Linked DNA regions of Ovis aries: region 1 is linked to region 2. The links are chromatin contacts, called in public Hi-C maps. All regions are on one chromosome and are shown on one strand. The core of a region is the stretch at or near the end of the contact, and the rest is flanking DNA. Distances in the headings are between cores, read along the strand shown. Region 1 holds the start of FAM131C (family with sequence similarity 131 member C). Region 2 has its middle 24 kb from the start of EPHA2.

The links. A called contact is a pair of places that touch in the nucleus more often than the background predicts.
Region 1: a contact with region 2 is called in a Hi-C map of mixed tissues, with 5 times the contacts expected there. The contact joins the promoter of FAM131C here to the enhancer-like site in region 2. A contact is called at or near these places in 12 of 16 Hi-C or Micro-C datasets (blood, hypothalamus, liver and 6 more).

What each region holds. Positions count from the first base shown.
Region 1 is chr2:249,708,692-249,715,766 of ARS-UI_Ramb_v3.0, reverse strand. It overlaps FAM131C (family with sequence similarity 131 member C), which reads right to left and starts at 5,189. Exons shown (of 7, transcript XM_027965693.3): 1 at 5,052-5,189. The coding sequence starts at 5,073.
Region 2 is chr2:249,612,424-249,618,784 of ARS-UI_Ramb_v3.0, reverse strand. No RefSeq gene overlaps it. Among named protein-coding and RNA genes, the nearest start is that of EPHA2, 24 kb to the left of the region's middle. Within about 2 kb of position 3,879, at least 10 of the 54 cell types and tissues checked have an H3K27ac peak or open chromatin away from gene starts, as enhancers often do.

The DNA.
Region 1 (7,075 bases), core at 3,940-6,439, 96 kb before region 2:
ACCCCTGTTCCCGAGCATCTAACCCCACAGCCAGAGTCTGTTTTATGCTCTCACCTACACCTCTGACTTTATGGGGGGCTGTTCCCCATAACCGTTTCTCTCGGAGAAGGAGTAAACGTGCAGCTCCAAGGCAATAAAAATTCCTGGGCGTGACAAGAGTGTTTCAGCTTAGGGACTCCTCTGAAGGTTATCTAGCCCACCTGTATAGGTTCGTCCGGCCACATGTGATTGTTTACAGCCTCCCAACCTGAGAGGCACGAGATGTTTTAGACTTACTAAAGGCAAATTCTTTTGGGAAATTGTCAGTATAGTGGGTTGGTTAGGAATTATATTGGTGAAGGGTTTTTCATTTGTTGTCCCAATAATTGCTGCTAATTCCCTGCTCTGGGTGGGATAAGGGTGTCTCAGGTCAAACCTCTATGCTGGCAGACTAGCTTGTGTGACAGGATTATCCATACTCCTGCCTCATGACTGTTTACTACCTCTCAACCATAAACAGCACAGAGAGTTTTGGAGTATTTTGAGAGTCTTAATTAGCATAGGGCTTTTCTCATTGTTGAGTCAATGATTGCCTCCAGGCCTCCATATCCTTAGGCACCTGGGAATATGTTAATCAATGTATTTGGAATATAGAAAAGGAAATATAGTAGTTTGATGTTAGCAATACTAGACTTTTTGAGCTAGTGAATTTTCTCTTTTGTAATAGATCACTGTACTTTGTTATAAATCACTGTGTCCTTGCTGTGTAAAAATGTAACTTTATCACTATCTTAAGACTAAATAGATCTTAAGGGGAACATTGGTGAAAGGATTTTCATATGTTGGGCTGATGTTTGCTGCTAAATCTCCATATTCCCTACCCTTATAATGAATATAACCAGCATATAGGAGAAATAAGTATTAACCTTTAAGCATATAGGAGAAATAAGTATTAACCTTTAAGATTAAGCATGTTAACCTTGGGTTAAATAAATTCCTTTCTTGATTATAACTCGCTACACCCTCACCCTATAGGAATGCAACTTTATTTGGAGGGTGGTGCCTGGTTTAAGAAAAAACACCCTTGGAAAAAATAAGTTTTTTGGTTATCAGAAAGAAAGGGTCATAAAACATCTGCAGGTCTCATGGCCAGAAGATGATGTAAAACCCCTCAGACTTTTTTTTATACATTTATGTGAAGCACCTGATTTTGATAAAGGTCAGGACTGCTGACCCCTGTGTGAATCTGTATTCATCCCTATGTGTAACAAAAGGTATATAAGCAAACCCCAAAATAAAGAAATTGGATCAGTTCCTGGAAAGACTGATTCCCCCATGTTGTTCTTTTCTGCTCCCCGTTTTTCTGGCTAAATTCCCATCTGGAGCGTGGGTGCTCGCCAAGTCTACTCATTTGCCCCGGTTTTCAAGCCCACGCGAGAAGGAGCCCAAGGAGGGGCACCTTCCGATATTCAAGTGGCACCGGTGGCCCAATGTAGATGGTGCAAATTCCTTGTCTTGAATTTTATTGGTATCCCACGTAAACCGAGTTATTCAGCCTCTTTTTCTCTCCTACTATTTTCCGGCCGAATTTCCATCTGGTGTATGGGTACCCACAAAGCCTGCTAATTTTGTCTGGGCTTCTAAGATCAGACCAGGTGGGCCTCAGTGCCTCCTCTCCTTCGGGAGAACGGGAAGACGCCTGCGGCCTACGTAGGTGGTGATTGGTATTCCATATAAACCAAGTTATTCGGCCTCTTTTTCTCTGCTAATTTTCTAATCCCTCTCTATCTGTAATTAAATAAGTTTTTTCCAAGGACGCCGACTCCGACCCCACCTTCAAATCACCCTGGATCCACCGGGGCTGGACCCCGGCACCAGTGGGGTCCCGAGAAAGCAACAGGCAGGCGTTCTGTGCTCAGGCTCCAAGATCAGGCAGTCCTGGATTCATATCCTACCTCTCTGGGTCCTGCCTGTGTGACCTCAGCCAAGACCCTACCCATCTCTGAGCCCTACGCCCCCCTTCCGGGGTTGAATGGGGTCTAACAAGGTCAGGAGAGTGATGCCTCAGCCAGCTCAGGATAAGCACTCAAGACAACACGAAGCAGCTCTGAGGAAAGGCATTTGGTGCCTCCATCTGGGCCCAATCACTTTCCCCACGTCCTCAACCCCTCAGTGTGTCTTTTCCTGCAAGGCTGGATGGTGCTCAAAGCCCCTGTAGCTTCCCCTTTCCCAGCCAAGAGGGTCTGGATTAGCTTCTGCACAGAAGGATACTAACAAAAATTAAAAACTAAAGTGCCAGCTAACACTTAAAGGGCTTGCTACATGCCAGGTAGTGGTCTGAGTGCTCTATAGGAAGTCATTTAATCCCCTCCTAGTATCCCTGGTGGTTCAGCTGGTAAAGAAGCCTCCTGTAATGCAGGAGACCTGGGTTCGATCCCTGGGTTGGGAAGGTCACTGGAGAAGGGAATGGCAACCCACTCCAGTGTTCTTGCCTGGAGAATTCCATAGACTGGAGAGCCTGGCGGGCTACAGTCCATGAGGTCGCAAAGAGCTGGACACGACGGAGCGACTATCACTTTCACTTCCAGTACCCCTAAGACATCCATGGAAGTGCCATTCCCATTTTAGAGATGAGAACACTGAGATACATGCACAGGGTTAAGTAACTTGCCGCGGGGGCAGAGCAGGCCGGCCGGCTCCAGAGTTCGCACTCCTACCCTCTCAGGGCTGGCTCGAGGGGGCTAACTGCTGCCCAGGGCTGGGTGGGGTGGCTCTCCCAGCTGTGGCCCGAAGCCTGGGCTTTGGCTGGGCGGCTGCAGTCGCCTGCAGGCCCTGGGTGGCTGTGGGCAGCAGAAGGATGCGGCTTCGCCCGGCTTCGGGCTGCAAGTTTGGCACGTGGAGTGCGGGGGCTGCTGTGGAGGCTCCCGGGCGTCCCAGGTGGCGCCAGTGGTAAAGAGCCCGCCTGCCAATGCAGGAGACATTAAGAGACGCAGGTTCAATTCCTGGGTTGGAGGAGGGCATGGCTGCTCACTCCAGTGTTCGTGCCTGGAGAATCCCGTGGACAGAGGAGCCTGGAGGGCTACAGCCCATAGGGTTGCACAGAGTCAGACACGACTGAGTGACTCAGCACGTGGAGACTCAGAGGCTCTTGGAATCCAGAGGCCGGGGGCTGGAAGGAGCAGGCCAGGCCAGCCCTGGGTCCAACGGCCGGCTGTGTGGCACAGAGAACAAGGGCACGGGTGCCGAAGCCAGCATGACCGCGTCCAAGGCTCGCTTCTGCTCTTTCTTAACCACGCAGCCCCAGACTGTTTCCCTGCCTGTAAAATGCGGGCTGTGCTAGTACAGACCCCAGACTGGCGAGTGGAGCCTGGAACGTTCCCACCAGCCCCTGGTGAGCCGCGCGCACTCTGGGAGGAGCAGGGACAGCTAGGGGGGCAGGTGGCCTCCACTCAGGGGTTCAGACCCCCCGAGCCAGAGCAATGGGACGATGGGTGTCCTCGGCTCAAGGGGAGCTCACGCTTCCTGTACCTGCATCCAACTTGCCTGCGGGCATGTTGGCACTGGGAGTGGGCAGACCCCGTCAGGAGGGCACAAGGTCAGGATATACAACGAGGAGCCCAAACCACAGCAGGAAGGGCGCAGACCTCCGGGTGCCCCCAGAGGGCACGGCAGAGGGTCCACCAGCTACGGGGGCGTCAGAGGACCCGAGCCCCTGCCCCAGCCCTGACAGCACCGCCCTGGTCTGTGGCTAACGGGCAAGTCTCCTGGGGCCGGGCCTCTGGCGCCTGGCACAGGACGGCCGGGTGCGCAGGAGGGCCAAAGGAAAGGGGACCCCGGGACCCCAATACCAGGGGCCTGCACAGCCTTCCGGGCTTCTGCAGACACACCAAGAGCCTGCTGGCTCTAAAGAAACTTAGGTACTCTCCACTCTACATAGTACCTTCCCCTCTGGCCAGGCTGGAGGCCCAGAGCAGACCCTATGCTGGGCTCACCGGCTCTAGGCACGCAGTGTGTACACAGTGGCTGGCACACAGTAGGGGTCAGGCTGACGTCAGCTTCATGAATGAATGAAAGAACCTCACACAGCCCAGCCCCCACGCACGATCCCACCCTCCTGAGACATCCTGAGCCACTTACCTGAACCCTGGGGGCCTGGTGAGCAGAGCCCCCAGGCAGAGCCCTTTACCCCCCCCCCCAACCCTCATCTCCCAGGGCGGGTCCCCTGGAGCCTGCCTAGCCCCTACCCAGGCCTGGTTACCCCTCCACACCTGAGGAAGGGCTGGGGTGCAGGATGCGGCGGTGGCCCCCCAAGGCTGTGCCTGGGGTCAGTGGGTTTGGCTTCATACCGCAGAGTGGGAGCCAGGGTCTGTCCGCCCTCACCTCAGCCCTGCTGCTCCCGCTGCGGGGTGAAGGGACCCGGCGCAGCCTCCAACACCTGCCCACCCCTTCCCTGCCCACCCCACCGCCCCCCAGAGCGGCTCCCGGGGCTCCCTGCTCCACCCCGGGGACAGCCAGGGGTCAGGCACCAGCAGGCAGCAGAGAGCCGGGCGGAGACACAGGCCGCGGCTTCCCGGGCCGGCCGCCTGTCCCCGCCTGTCCCCGCACCAGGCTGGCGGGGTGAGGCGCCGGCAGGAGGGGCCGGGGTCTTCTTTAGACCCTGTTCCTCCCGCTAACGCCTGCCGCGGGTGTTCAGTCTGAAGACAGGGAGTGGGGTACGCGGACAGCGGTGGGCCCTGTGTCTCGGGCGGGGGGGGGGGGTCGTGGGAACGAGGGTCGGCTTGCGCCGCGAGTGCCCCGAGTCACTCCGGAGAGGCCGGGGGCGCCAGACGCTCCGTGTCCCCCGCCCCAGGCAGGGGTGTGCGGCCGCCGGGAAGGGAGAGACCCGGCTCCCGCCGCCTGCTGGGGTGCAGATGCAGGCGGGGCCCCGCGTCTCCCAGGGCGCCGGTGGGGTGCAGCCGCCGGGAAGGGCGGGTGGGTCCCCCCGCCCCCGCCCAGGCTCCTCGGAGCGGCCGAGGGACTGCGCGCGACCCGGCGCGGGGCCCCTTCCCCCGGCACGGCCCGGGCCCCCTCACCTCGCGACACGCAGGAGCCCATCACGCGGCCACGGGGCCGGGCCGCCGGGCGCTCATGTCTCCGCGGGCGCGGGGCCCACGCGCGGCGCCGGCGCGGACGAGCGGGGAGGGCTCGGGCCCGCGGCTCCCGCCGCCGCCCGGGCGTCCGGCTCGCGCCGCCCGCTAGCCTGGCACCGCCTCGCCGCGGTCAGCGCGGGGGGGCCGAGCCCCGGCGGCCCGCGCACCTGTGGCCGCGCGGCGGGGGCGGCGCTGAGCGCGGAGGCGAAGCTGGCGGCGGGGACCCCGCGGCGCGGGGCGAAGGGCAGGGACGGGCGGCGGGGGCGGGGGGGCTCCAGCATCCGGCCAGCCGGGCGCAGCGCACGGCCGGCGGTGAACCGCTTTGCAGGGAAGAAACGGAGGGGTCACGGGCCTTGCCCAGGGCTCCTGCGAGCCCGTCAGCCCCCCACTGGGGGTCGATGGGCCAGGGCCGGGGATGTAGCCGGTGGGGACGGTGAGCCGGTAGGTAGGTCAGGGTCAGGGCCTGCGGTCCCCTCGGGCGCCTGAGGGCGGGTGACCGGGGCCCCTCTAATCACTCACACTCACCCTCTCACATGCCCACCCGTGAGTGCACGTACGCACAGTTGCACGTGTGAACATATGCTTCACCCACACGCTCACCACCGCACACACCCACATTCACACACACTCGCATTCACACACACCCGCATTCACACACACTCGCATTCACACACACCCGCATTCACACACACATTCACACACACCCGCATTCACACACACTCGCATTCACACACACTCGCATTCACACACACCCGCATTCACACACACTCGCATTCACGCGCAGTCGCATTCACACACACTCGCATTCACACCCGCATTCACACGCACATTCACACGCACCCCATTCACACACACTCACATTCACACGCACCCGCATTCACACACACATTCACACGCACCCGCATTCACACACACATTCACACACACCCGCATTCACACGCACTCGCATTCACACACACCCGCATTCACACGCACTCGCATTCACACCCGCATTCACACGCAGTCGCATTCACACCCGCATTCACACGCACTCGCATTCACACACACCTGCATTCACACGCCGTCGTGCTCAGACACCCCAGCGCCCCAGCCAGCGGCCCAGCACAGCCCTCAGGCACCGAGCGCTCACTTTCGCCTCCTTCCGCCTCGCTCCATCCTGACACCTCCGTGTGTGCCAGGCAGGCTGGATGGCACGGTGCCCCTTTTACAAGTAAGCAAGCCAGGTTCCCTGGTGCCCGCCCAGCAGGGTGCTGACGGATGAAGGCGGCTGGGGTGGCCGTGTGGTGGGGCTTGGGGCCTCCAGCCGGGCAGGATCCAGGCCTGGTGGCTGCCGGTGTGGGGTGGGCTGCTGGGGTGGGCGCTGCTGCCCCTTCTTTCCTCAGGCCTGGCGCCTTCTCCGGAGAAAAGTCCTGGTGGGGAGAGACCCCGGCCAGGGGTGTCCACCGCTGGTGAGAACGTGGGCTCAGCTCACACCCGCTGTGCAACCTGGAACAAGTTGCTTCCCTTCTCTGAGCCTCTCACGGGATAGCTGTAAGGATCCGTGAGATAATCTGTGCAAAGTGACTGAGCCGTAGTAGGTGCTTAGAGCTAAAAATAGCAGTGATGGTGAACGCAGGTGTGCGGCATTTCCTCACGCAGCGGGAATGCTGAGGACACTCCGTTCAGCGGCCGCATGCAAAGCGCCTAGGAGGTGCCAGCATGCCCATGACAGACACGCTGGTCCTGGAGCGCAGCGCAGCCCTCGGACTGGGCTGCTCCAGGCCGCCATGCCCTGCCCGCCTCAAACCCCCAGCCCCTCCCCACCAAGCCTGCTCTAGAGGGGAGCTCTGACCTCGCCCGTCCGCCTGCAGCCCAGGGAGGGGAGCCGGGGTCCTTTCTCTTCCTCCCAGCACTGGGCACCTGGCTCCGGCTGGAGGGAGCACTGTGACTCACCCGGACACAGGATGCTGGGTCACAGCCACGGAGGC
Region 2 (6,361 bases), core at 2,630-5,129:
AAGACCGTGCACTCCACATTACGTGTGGCATATTCTACCACAGTAAAAAATCAACCAGAAAGTTGCTGATGGGACTTCCTGGTGGTACAGCGGATAGGAATCCGCCTGCCAATGCAGGGGACGCAGGTTCCATCCCTGGCCTGGGAAGATCCCACATGCCGCGGAGCAACTGATCACGCGCGCAGTAACTACTCAGGCTGTGCGCTGCGGCTGCTGTGGGAAGCCCGCGCCCCGCAGCGCAGCAGAGCCCGCGCTCCGCAGCCGGAGAGCAGCCGCGCAGAGCAGCAAAGGCCCGGGGCAGCCGCACGAGGACGCGCGCTTCAGAGGGATTCGTGGGCCCCAGCTCGGCCCTACGCACCGTGCTGCTTTCCTTGGGCAGCAGGAAATGAAGCAGGCGGTGTTCTCTGCCTCCGTGGAGCTGACATTCTAGAATGGTGCTGTCCACGAGAGCGGCCTATGGATGGAGTGATGAGCGGTGTTCCACATCTGCCCCGCGCCACGCGGAGGCCACCCGCCACCTGGGGCTACCGAGCACTGGGAATGTGGCCGACGCCCGCGAGGAACTGGCTTTCATTTCATTCCATCTCAATTAATTTAAATATAAACAGCCACCTGTGGCTAGTGCCAACCAAACTGGGCAGCGCAGTTCGCAAAGGTCAGCCACAGGGCGGGCGAGAGGTGCAGCTGGGGGTAGGATCCCTGTCTGTCTGACCTTATTCAAGCTGTGGGCCTCATTCGCCACTGCGGGCCTCCTGCACCTGAATCGCCAGGAAGCAGCCTCCAAATTCAGACTCCTGGGCTCTGCCTCAGGTCCACTGACTCAGGGCATGGGGCCCAGGACTCTGCGTCTTGGTCAAGGTCCTTGGGTGATTCTGAGGCACTAGAGTTCAAGTTTGAGGCCTACCGCCCTGCTTACTCAAGACTCCCAGGTCGGGCTTCCCTGGTGGCCCAGTGGTGAAGAATCCGCCTGCCAACGCAGGGGACGCAGGTTCGATCCCTGGACCAGGAAGCTTCCACAGGCCACGGAGCAGCTAAGCCTGTGAACTGCAACTGCTGCGCCCAGGCTCCACAGCCACTGAAGCCTGTGCACCTAGAACGCGCTCCACAACAAGAGAGGCCACAAGCCCGCGCACCGCAGCTGGAGAAAAGCCCACGCGTCCGCGAAGACCCAGCGCAGCCAGAAGCAAATAAGAAAGAAAAGACTCCCAGGTATGTTGTTGTTTGGCAGAAACCAACACAGTAACTGTAAAGCAATTATCCTTCAATTAAAAATCAATAAATTAAAAAAAGACTCTCAGGTGGGGGGACTTCCCTGGCGGTCCAGTGGTTGGAGGTCTGCCTTGCGATTCAAAAGACAGAGGGTCGATCTCTGACTGGAGAACCAAGATCCCACGTGTCGTGGGGCAGCCAAGCCCGAACTCCACAGTCTGTGCCACACTTGAGACCCCATGCAGCCGAGGAATTATTATTATTATTTTTTTAAGAAGAGCCCCAGTTGAGGAGAGTTTGAATTAGGTCTGACCTGTGCTGGGCGCCCGGGCTGGGACCAAGCCTGCCCCGCTTGGCTCCCCCAGCCTCAAAGACAACTAGTCCTGACCTCCAGCCTGTGAGTCCCTGAAGAGCACAAAGCTTTGCCCTCCATCCGCTCTGCAGAGGAGCTGGTTAGGGCTCCCGACCTCCCTGTGTTCCACCCCAGTCTCCGGGCTCCCGGCTCCCAGGCTCAGGTCCTGGCAGGTGGGCCGCAGGAGGGACAGGCTTGGCCCAGCGCCCTGGCGCAGACCAGCCTGGTCAAGCAAGGGGAGGAAGGAAGCAAAGCCAGGGAGGGCCAGTGGGGACCAGGAGGGAGGTGACGCAGGCCCCAGGAATTCGAAAGCAAAAAGGGAGAGGCTGCTGCCGGTGCTGAGCTAGGGCGGGCCCAGTGCCCTCCCGGGGCATGGGAGAAGCCCAGCCCTGCTGACCGGGGCCCCCAGCTAGAGCCAGCACCGGGACTTTCCACTCAACAGCAGGATGGGAAGGTCTTTGTGTGGGGGGTGGGGAGGGGTGCCTAGACACTGGAGCATCCTGGCTCGAAGGAGGAGAGGAAGTAGCAGGGAGCAGGGCCCTGGCAGTTCCCGGGAGGAGGCCCGGCAGCAACAGGGTCAAGCTTCTGCTGAGCACCCACAGTATCCCAAGAGCTCAGAGACAAAAGCACTGCCCAGCGGAAGAGGGAAGCAAGCAGAGGGGGAGACAACGCTGAGGGAGGGCTCCCCAGCAGCCCAGTGGTTAAGACTCCGCACTTCCTCTGTAGGGGGCACAGGTTCGATCTCTGGTCAGGGAACTAAGATCTGGCGTCCCGTGTGGCACGGCCAAAAGAGGGGAACTCCAAGAGCCTGGGCACTCTGCAGAGGAAATCAGAAAAGGCTTCCTGGAGGAGGTGGCACCTGAGCTGAGCCCCAAAGGACAAAATTTGCCAGGGCAGAATAAGATCAGTACGCTCACCCAGCGCTAGCGCTGAGTGAACGGATGACCAAGCGACCAGCAGACGTGTGGAATGAATGAAAGAATGACCTCCCCAATAACGTCAAGTCTGAAGCCTCCGGGACCAGACTGCAAAACCCAGCCTCGCACCACCCAGCTGTGGACTCTCTTCCTAGTCCTGGGGCTGTGCTCCCACTTGGTACCCAAAGGTTCCGGAGCCAGCCTGCACGCATTCAAGTCCCAGGTCAGTCACTTACTAGCTGCAGGACGTGGGGTAAGTTACTTAATTTCTCTGTGCCTTGGTGAAGTGGAGGCAATAATTCAGCTTACCTCTGGGGAAGCCTGAGTGAGTTCAGACAAGGGAAGGGCTTAGCACCATATTAGGCCTGCAGTGAGAGCGGTGTGAGTGTTTGCTAATGTCGCTCGGGCACTAGCTTACCCATCAGTTCACTCACTCACTTATCCATTCACTGATTCACGCTTTACTCAACCCACCACTTACTTCCCACTCCGCCCTCTTCACTGGTCACTGGTTGAGCAATCCCAGCTCCCAGGCCCCCTCCCCCGCTTCCCAGCTCCCCTTGCCAGTCCCAGACGGTGCCCACCACGTTGCTAATTACATGACAATTTCATTAATTCCTCTGAAGCCCCAAACACACAAGAAGCCGCTGTCTGGAGCAGGGGTGACGAGCTACCACGTGGAGCAGGATGTGGGCACTGAGCTGCAGCGGGGCTCCTTGGCCAGGGGCCGCCACCCAGAGCTGCCCCGGAGAGGGGAGGGCCAGGCCTCCCCCGACGCCCACCTCAGGCAGCCTTGCCAGTCCCCCTCTTGGACAGGCCGGATTCTTTCAAGTCCTGACCTCACCCAGACGGTGGCCCCTGGCAGTGCCCACTTCCTACCACACCTGGCTCCCCTAATGCCAGGAGCCCAGAGCCGGCCAGTGTAGGAGACGGAAGCTCGGACCCATTTCCCTAGTGAACCATGGCGCTGTGTGATGAGTATTACGACTATGTGCTGATCAGGTGGGCCCTCTGCAAAGGGCCCACTGCTTCCTTCTTCCCCACAGGCCCTGGGAGAACAGGTCACGCGGGGGGAGAGCATGTAAGAACCATTTCCTGAGCACCTCCCACCCGCCGGCACCTCAGGCCCCTGCCTTTCCTTTGAACAGCAAGGCCCAGTAGGGTGACAACTTGCCTGTCAACAATGAGGAAACAGGCTCAGAGAGGGAAAGGGGCTTGCCCAAGGCCACGGAGCAGGTCTGGGTGGTCCGGAAATTCAAACCACAAGTCTCCTGAACCCTGCTTCTGCTCCAGTGTGAGCAAGTCTGGCATCTGGGAAATCGGAGCCAGGCTGCTGTGGGGCTTGAGGTGCCCTTTGGGCCAGAGGCCAGGCAGGAGAGCACAGGGCTGGCAACCAGGCGGGAACAATGGCACGGGGCGGGTAACGGGAAGCTGGCCAGGCCCGGGGCTCCTGGGCAGGCCCTGCTGGGCCCTTGAAGCAGCAGACTCATCCTGCGGAGCTGCAAGGTGACACCAGCCTCGAGCCGCCGACTCAGCGATCGCATCGGCCTTTTCCTGGAAACCAGCAGCTGCGGCGGGATGTCTGGGAGGACGCACCTGTTTGGGGAAAGGGTGTGCGCGCCACTGCCCTGCCCTGTGCTCCTCCCAGCCCGCCGCCGTTGCCGCACTTCCGGGAGCTCCGCCTACCAGCTGGGACCCCAAACCCTCTGGACCCAGCAGCCAGAGTGGCTGCAGGACTGACTCTAGGGGCCGTTGGTGACCAGTGCCACCCAGCACTGGTCTGCCAAGCAACACAGCCTCCAGGGCGCCTCTGCCCCAGCCTTCCGCGAAGCCTCGCGCTGCCCCACCCTGCAGGCGGCTGCCAGTCCTGTTTGTTGGCCACTGATGCCGTGCTGCTGGGGTCACAGCTGGAGGGGCATCAAAGTCAGGTTTGAGGCATCCCACCACCCACTGGGCACAAGGCTTCACCCGCAGTCACGAAGAGGGGCCAGGAGGGACTTGCGGGGTGGTCCAGGGGTTGAGAAGCCACCTTCCAATGCAGAAGACTCGGGTTCCATCCCTGGTCGGGGAACTGAGTCCCACCTGGCCTGGCGCAGCTGAGCCCACATGCCAGTGAAGGATCCCGCTGCCAACTCAGACCTGAGACGGCCAAACAAATACACATTTCAATAAAAGAAGCGAGGTCAAGAGCACCCCAGCCCCCAGGCCAAAGGAGGAGAGCTGGGGCCCAGCAGGCAGTCCTGGCACTTGTCACCACCAGGAGGGGAAGAGGATCGGGGCACGCTGCTGCAGAGGGCAGCGTCCCACAGCAGGCAGAGCGTGAGCCCGGGGGGAGAGCGGGGCGCAGCCAGGCAGCGGGGCTGACGCCTGGCCGCAGGGCAGAGAGGGCCCGCAGGCGCCTCGGTACGTCCGTCTCCTCTCTAAGAGGGGGCGCTCCCGTTCAGAAGGGGCCTGCTGGTGGCCGATGACCGCCGGCTCCGTGCGGGGCGCTGACTGGGAGCGGGCAGGCGGGCGGGCAGTTTCTGGAAGGCACCCGCGTGGCTCGCGGTGCCTGCTTCAGGTCGCTGAACGCGGAGCCAGGAGGAGGCGGAGCGCCAGGCCACGCGGGCCCCGGCCCCCCGTGGGCGCTGGCTCCCATCCCAGTCTGCCCCTCACAGAGCCGCTGTGAGGACCACGGCGGCTGGTGGATGAGCATGGGCCCCCTGAGCGGGGCATCGCTGCAGAGCCGGTAGGAAGTGGCTGTCACAGCGGAAGGCTTCAGGGAGCAGGCCCGAGGTCAGGTGGGCCTGTGTCCAAAGAGGCTCTGCCTCTTATTTGCTGTGTGACCTCAGGCAAGTTGCTTCTTCTCTCCGAGCCTCTGTCGCCTCCTTTGAAAAATGTCAAAGGTATATACAGAACCTGCCCAGAAGGTTGTTCCAGGGGGTAATTAAGGAGGTTGTTCAGGGGGTAATCGATGCTGATGAAGTGGTGTGATCTGGGCTCCCTGGGTGGTGCTGGCGGAACCCGACTGTGAATGCTGGAGACGTGGGTTCAACCCCTGGGTCGGGAAGATCCCCTGGAGGAGAGCGTGGGAATCTTCTCCAGTATTCTTGCCTGGAGACTCTCGTGGGCCGAGGAGCCTGCTGGGCTACAGTCCATGGGGTCACAAAGAGTCGGACGCAAAGAAGCAACCTAGCGGCATGCATGCATGGTGGAGACTTTAACGTGCCATTGTGCAGCCGAGACCTTGGTGTAAAGACTTGGACATCCCAGGGCCAAGGCCCGCTCTCCAGGTCCTCTGGGGATAAGCATCTTTCAGTCTTAGGAACACTCCCTTCCCCTTCAGTCCACCTTCGGGCAGTCTCAGAAGGAAGGGGCTCTGGGCCCAGCTTGGACACCCCCCACGTACGTGTATTCAGTAAGCCTTAAGCACTCCTGAGAGCTCGGCCCGCGCTGGGACCCCTGAAGTCTTCAGGAGCTGACGGTCCAAAGGGAGCCCTGCGAGGCCGATGCCCTGGGTTCCGGGGCTTCTGGGGAGGGCCAGGGCTCCGGCCCCGGCCCTGGTCGGCAGGTGGAGGGTGCGGGAGGGTCAGCACCCGGAGGAGGTGCCGCGGCCAGCCGCCGTCCCGCTGCCAGATTTCTCCTCTCCGAGCCGAGTCAGGACTGGGCGGGCGCTCCGACTTCCCAAAGGCTGTGCCCGCCGGTGCCCCTGCCGGCCGCTGCCCTGGGCCCGCCCCCCCAACACACAGCCAGGCGTCGGGGGCTCAAGCCGGGACCCGAGCTGGAAGGAGCGCCACCCTCAGGACCCCCGGGCTCTGCTGCCCTCTAGTGGCAGGACCAGAAGCTGCTGCTCCCACCGGAGGAAACGAATGAACCGCAATTACTTTAAAAAATAATATGATGA